2 separate regions of the Mus musculus genome follow, and region 2 is linked to region 1. Evidence: chromatin contacts called from public Hi-C data. All regions are on one chromosome and are shown on one strand. The core of a region is the stretch at or near the end of the contact, and the rest is flanking DNA. Distances in the headings are between cores, read along the strand shown.

Evidence for each region. Hi-C and Micro-C count contacts between places; a contact is called where the count stands out from the background.
Region 2: a contact with region 1 is called in a Hi-C map of CD4 T cells, with 6 times the contacts expected there. The contact joins the promoter of Ankrd37 here to the promoter of Pcm1 in region 1. A contact is called at or near these places in 1 of 39 promoter capture datasets (pre-B cells) and 3 of 484 Hi-C or Micro-C datasets (CD4 T cells, CD8 T cells and regulatory T cells).

What each region holds. Positions count from the first base shown.
Region 1 is chr8:41,238,322-41,241,529 of GRCm38.p6, reverse strand. It overlaps Pcm1 (pericentriolar material 1), which reads right to left and starts at 1,771. Exons shown (of 38, transcript NM_023662.3): 1 at 1,567-1,771.
Region 2 is chr8:45,998,317-46,001,524 of GRCm38.p6, reverse strand. Ankrd37 (ankyrin repeat domain 37) reads left to right here and starts at 1,675. Exons shown (of 5, transcript NM_001039562.1): 1 at 1,675-1,908; 2 at 2,122-2,274; 3 at 3,037-3,128. The coding sequence starts at 1,882.

The DNA.
Region 1 (3,208 bases), core at 522-3,021:
AAGGTGTCAAAAACAAATTTTCCCCATTTCAGAAATACCTTTCTGTTCCACGGTTCAAAGCAACTGTCTGCTTATTAAAATTTTAAAAACCCAGTAAATTCTTACACTTTATACTTAGAAAGAAAGCACTAAATTTATGACCTATCGTTTCAGATAATTAAAAATATGTAATTTATAAATAATTTTAAACTCAATTTACATTAACAAAGACGTTTAGATACCCCAAGTCTCTAAGATCCTTCCAAACGCTTTGGGTGTTAACACTCACTTTGGAATATAATGAAAATAGCCCGCAGCTGCCATCTAAAGACCCTTGAAGAAAATGTACTCTCCTGATTAAGTCATTAAATCCCTGTTACTCAAACTATTCAAGAACTTGTTACTCTCTTATTTTTTAAAAAAGCTTTAGGCATGAGAATTCTTTTTTTTTTTTTAACTACATTTACCGAGGTGTACCTTCAAGTGCGAAATTCGGTATTAACGACGCCAGCCAGTGGCCCTGACCAGGAAGGTGATAGGGAAAAGGCAGAAGCAGGTGCACAAAAAGCTCTTGAACACCGGCTCTAGTAACCAGAGAACACCGAAGGCGGGGTCTGGAAAGCGGTTATGGGGCGGGGGTAGGAGGCGGTAGGGGCACCCAGAAAGCCCGCTTCTTCTAAGCGCCAAAGCACGATCTGTCACCCGTAGTTCCCACACCAATCCTAATACCGCCATGAAAGAAAGGGGAGGAAAAAAACGTTTTGTGTTTTGTTTTGGGTTTGGACCAGGCTAGCGCGAGAGGAAAAGTTGGTTCACGCAGACGCCCCCACAGGGGGGCCGAACACCTAATCCTTAACAGCAGTCTCTGCAAAGCAAGCCAGGCTGCCAGAATCCCACTGGACATCTCGCTTCCCTCCCACCCACCCATCCCCAGTCTCCCCCTCGCCCCCCCACCACCCATTCTAGATGTAAAGAAACTGGATCTTCCCGAAGGGGTGAAGAAGGGGCAGTGGGAGGAGCGCGGAGAAGGATTATTAAATTAACATTTTCTTAGCGAAAAGAACCTACTAGCAGGAGTCAGGAACGCCTCCAGGGGCCTTCCTGCTCCAAGAATAAAAGGGACCGCAGAAAACTCCCGGGCCACAGACTCTCTGCACCCAGGAGGATCCGGGCCGCCCGGGACCCCTCCCAGGATGGAATTCGGCGGGTGGGCTGGGAGGGATGGCGGTCCCCGGGGCCTCGGGCCGCCAAGGCCAGTTTCTTTCGGAACTCATCACCCCGAACTACAAGGCAACCTTCCCCTCCACCCTGGAGGGGGGTGAAATCTCCAGCACCGGGCGAGCGGTCCTCACATGGGACGCCCCAAGATCGTGGAGGCGCCAGCCAGCGTCGTCCCAGACGCTCGCCAGAGCTAGCGTGTCAGTCGGCGCCGAGAGGAGCCGATGACAGCCTGGGGGTGGGGAAGGATCGCGCAGCCATGGGACCTCAGAGTTAAAACGGGCAGGCGTGGCCCCAGGCCGCTTCCAGCGCCGCGCCCGCCTCGAACCACCCTGTGCTCCGGCCCGCGGTGGCCCAGGGCCGCGTTACCTGGAAACGAAGCCGCCCCTCCTGCCAAGGGCCGAGTGGCGGTCGGCCGCCCCTCCAGGAGCCGCCGCCGGCAGCGGTTCTTCCTCCAAGACCGCGGAAGGGAGGCCCACAAATCCCCCTCGACTGCCCAAAGCCCCAATGGCCGCCTTCTCTACATTAGCTAACTAGGCGCCAACCGCCGCAGCCACCGCCATCTTAGGACCTCATTGTGGTGGGAGAAGAGTGGGGGGCGGGGGAACTGCAGAGGGGGGGGGGGGCGCAACGCTCCGCGAGACGAGCGCGGTCTCCTCGGCAACGGCTGCGCGGGGGCGAGAACTCGCCGGGGCTGGAGCCGCAGTGCGAACTCCGGGCGTGCGGTGACCTGAGTCACGTGACGCTCGGGCCTTCCGTGGAGTCACGTACCGCCCCTCTAGTCAGGAAAAGATTTGTGCAGACGAACAACCTGGGAACTACACATCCCAGAATGCCCACTCAACTGGGTAGCCAAAAGAAACGGAACTACAAATCCCAGTGTGCTGTGCGCCTGCCAGATGGCTCCGCTGTGTTTTTTAAGGCTTGAGGCCTGTGGGGTTTATAAGTGCTTTAGCTCACTGCAAGTCTCCGGGCGCTTTCTAATTTTCTGTGGAGGCATGAGCTTCCAGATGGAGACCGGAAGACTGGGAACCCTTGTAGTGCATTCCTACCCACTTTCCTATCACGAAGGATACTGATGAGCCTTTACAATCTAACCCCTAATTTTAGCAAGGATATTAAATCAGTATGTCATGTGTGCTTAGTCGGTGGAAGAATCATAAATAAGATTGTCAGTGGTCATTGCCACTTGGAACGCTGTCCCGCTACTTTGTTGGTAGAAAGAAGTAGTTGTAAACAGAGTTTAATCTTGTGAAATTTTCGCTGAACGGATAGTCTTTGAAATCCTGTTTAATTTATATTCTTGCTAACGGCTGTGTTAAGGTTAATAAATGGATAAATAGTGTCATAAAAACAGCACAAAACAAAACTTTTTTTTTTTAAGTTGCAAGGCTTTCAATATGCCAGGCTCCGAAGTTAAGACTACCTGTCGATTTTAGTTGCATGCATACACATTCTGTTTTTAGACAGCTTCTAAATGTCTAAAATAGGATTTTTTTAAATGTAAAATAATGTAATTGAGAAAGAATAGGTTTCTGTTTTTCCACAATAAATTGCTCCACACAATTACCAACAAATTGTTTACAAAACAAAATACTACAACTCTCTCAGAGCACCACGGTTCCTATCAACTAAACTCTTCCTGCCCAGGGCAATTTACTACTGTGTCCATAGCCTTCTGTATTCGTTTTTATCCTGTTTCTGAGGCAACGTCTCTTGTATCTCAGGCTGGCCTCAAATCTCTGACTTCAGATCCTTCTGCTTGTGGAATGCTGAAGTGTAGCATTCCACCTCAATGTAGCTTGTATACATAAAAACATACGATACCTTAAGGAAATGAATCAGTACACTGCTGGAAATCAAACCCAGGGTTTCATGCATGCTAGGCAAACATTCTGTCAACTGAGCTACACACCCAGCCGGGTAGTGGATATTGAACCTAGGGCTTTTCGACATGACATGCTAGGCAAGTACTCTACTACTGACCTATAATCTTTAGGCCTCTATTTTT
Region 2 (3,208 bases), core at 426-2,925, 4.8 Mb before region 1:
AGACTGAACTCAGGTTAGTATGCAAATTACATTACAATCTTAGAAATGGTCAAATTATACACATCTGAGAGAACTGTATTAAAATCAGATTATCAGGTTTGATTTGCACCTGTTGTACACACCTATATAACTAGAGTTAAATACAATTTTTTTTTTTTCAGGCACTGAGGAGCCATGAGTGAAAAAAGTTTTAAGAAGCCCTGTTCTAGGGAACAGCCTAAGATTGTGGACCACCACAATGAGCAGTGTGCCTTATTAAAGAATTATATTGGTTAGTGAAAATTAATGGGTGAGAATTTTGTGACTTGTTGGGAAAACTGTGACTATGATAAACTTGCTGTTCTTTAAAACCATACTGGTTCAGATATCTTCTGTTACAACTATTGAAAAAGAATCCTCATTAAAACGGGAAGCCAAATATTTAAATAAAACTTCCTTAGGAGCTAAGATTTACAGGAAGAAGCACAACATAGACTATTTTAAGCGACACGGTCTTCTGTGTCAAGTAAACTCTACATGTTATTTGATGTCTAACCAGCTGTTAATAGTTTCTTACCTCTATGTTTCACCTGCTACCATTAACTTTAACTACAGTCAGAAGTCAACAGGGTTCATGAAAAGGAATTCAAACTTTGCAGTTATTACATTGTCATGAATTTTACCAGTAATGCCATGTTTGTTTTAAAATCTCACCCTAAATTATTGTTTCTTTTGGTCTGCTTCTCAGACTTTACTGACTTCAAGGCTTTGAGTAGTAGTATCCTGGGAAGAGTCCTTTTGTTCCTCAGGCTTATCTGATGCTCTAATTTGGGTTCTGGGTTTTGATGAAGCCCTTCTCATGTCCTAGCGCAGGGGTTCATGCTGTCAGCAGATCACATCACTAACATTAAATCACTTGGCTGCTTTCTTCACGGTAATCTTTTGTTCTTTCCTTTCCGTATTCTTATTATTCCTAATAACCGGAGTGAGGGCCATCCCCTTGGCAAACTCCTTGTATTTACTAGCTATTGCCGGAACCAGGACGGGTTTCGGACCCTCAGGGGACGTGTGACAATGGGTGGCTTATTTCACAGGAATTGCCACCTTGCTCACAAAGGCAACACTGACTGATAGGTAATTCACTGGGTTTGGGAGAGCATCTCCTATGGTAAACCCTCCGTCACAGTCTCATCGACATGCCCTCTAACGCCCCACCGCTGCATCCCCTTCCAAAGCATCCTGCGGCGCGCGCGGCGGCGGAGGACGTGGGGCAGGAGGAAGCACCTTCGGACCAAGCTGGAGGTGGAGGACGCGGGGCCTGCGGGGGTGGATGGGTGTGGGCTACTTCTGCTTCCCTCTTTTCCGGGCTACGTGCGTGCTCTCAGTCACAAAGCCATGCACCGGCGATTGCGGCTTCTCCAGAGGGCTAAAAGGGCTTGACTCCACCCAGCAGTACGTGCCTAGCTCGGCTCGCATCATGGCCGCCGCCAAAGCGCAAAGGCCAGGCCTTCCACCCTCTTCGCCCACCACCTTCACTGCGCACGCGTGCTGCGGCCGCCTGGGCTTCGCTCCCAACAGGGCGGACCCAGGGGGAGGTCGGCCTGGCCAATCAGCTGGCAGGCCGCGCAGCAGGCTCCGCCCCCTCCTCTTTTGCTTGGGGTTCCAGGCTGCACATGTCAGTGTTTGGGTACGTGAGGCCGCAGCGGGGCTGGGGACATCGCGCTGGGCAGAACCAGGCCGTGGGAACGCTCCCAGGCTGGGGAGCGGCGGGGAGGAGCCGCGGCCCTGCAGGTTCCCGAGAGCTTTAAATTCTCCCGAACTGGGGCAGTCCCTTGCATTCTTACCGGCCAGTGTTGCCTCTCTGAACTCCCGGGGACACTTGTCATCTGCTTTAGGTGGGCGATGCTGTTGCTTAGTTGCAACTTGGAGGTGAGACTCTCGCCCCTTTAAGTCCTGCAGGCTAGATCTCCCAGAGGTCTGTGTGTCTTAGGAGCTCTAACAAACGTGACAGTGACAAACTGCTGGGTTACCAAGTCAAACCTTGTCAGATCTTGTTTTCTTTTTTTTTCCGTGGAGGGGTGGATTTTCAGCTCAGAGGGCTCGAGCGGGACAGGACAGTGACAAGCTGTTCTTTTCCTGCAGGAGGATGACCTTAAGAGTTTGCTGGAGACAGGAGCATCAGTGAACGCACCTCCGGATCCCCAGGAGCAGTCGCCTGCTCACCTAGCTGCAGGTGGCGGCCTTGCGTGCTTTCTTCTCTGGCAGCTGCAAACAGGTGCTGACCTCAACCAACAGGTAACTAGGTAACCGATTGTTGCTATGTACAACCCTCTCCTCCACCCAGTGTCTGCACGGACATTTCCTAGATGTCCGTTTCAGTTGGTATAAACAGGCATATAGGAATTTCCAGGAGAAAAATACATACTGCAAGATGGTAACTTGGAACTTTTTAGTATCCACATTAATAAAACAAAAACAAGCCATGGGATTTCTTTTAATAATCTAATCCCAAATACTCTTTCAGTATGTAATTATATCAGCAATGATTTATGTGTATTTTATTTTGCTCTTGTACCACGGTTCCCAATTCAGTGTGTATTTTACTTTTATGGCATAGCTCAGTGAAGTCGAACCACATTTCAAATATATATATATAGCATGTATTTACTGTACTTTTAAAAGTACTTGCTATTGTCCAAGTTCCAGTCAACCAGGAAATAGTATGTGGGAAACATGCCCACCATCAATTCTTCCAGTAGTCTTCATCTTCATTAGAGTGTGACGAAGTTTTTAATTGTAAACCTTTGGCTTCTATAGAACTCTATAGTGTGCTGGCATTCCCTTAATTTTTTAATGTGTGCAAATATGATGGCATGTTTTTATTAATGGAAACTTTGTATTAGCACAGCAAGAGAACTTCATGAAAAATACAATTAGTGGAATAATCCAGTTGTTACAAGGTAGTTTTCACTGGCTCCCTCAAATAGCTGGTATTACTTTGCCCACTGGCTTCTACAGAATGTTAGGGAGACCCTAATGTGCAGTCTTGTCTTACAGGATGTCTTGGGAGAAACTCCACTCCACAAGGCAGCAAAGGTTGGAAGCCTGGACTGCCTGAGCCTCCTTGTGGCCAGTGATGTCCAGATTGGGTGAGTCTGAAATCAGTGGTCTGAGGCTTTGTGGTTTCTTGGATTAAATTAACCATACTCCTAATTATATATGATCTTAA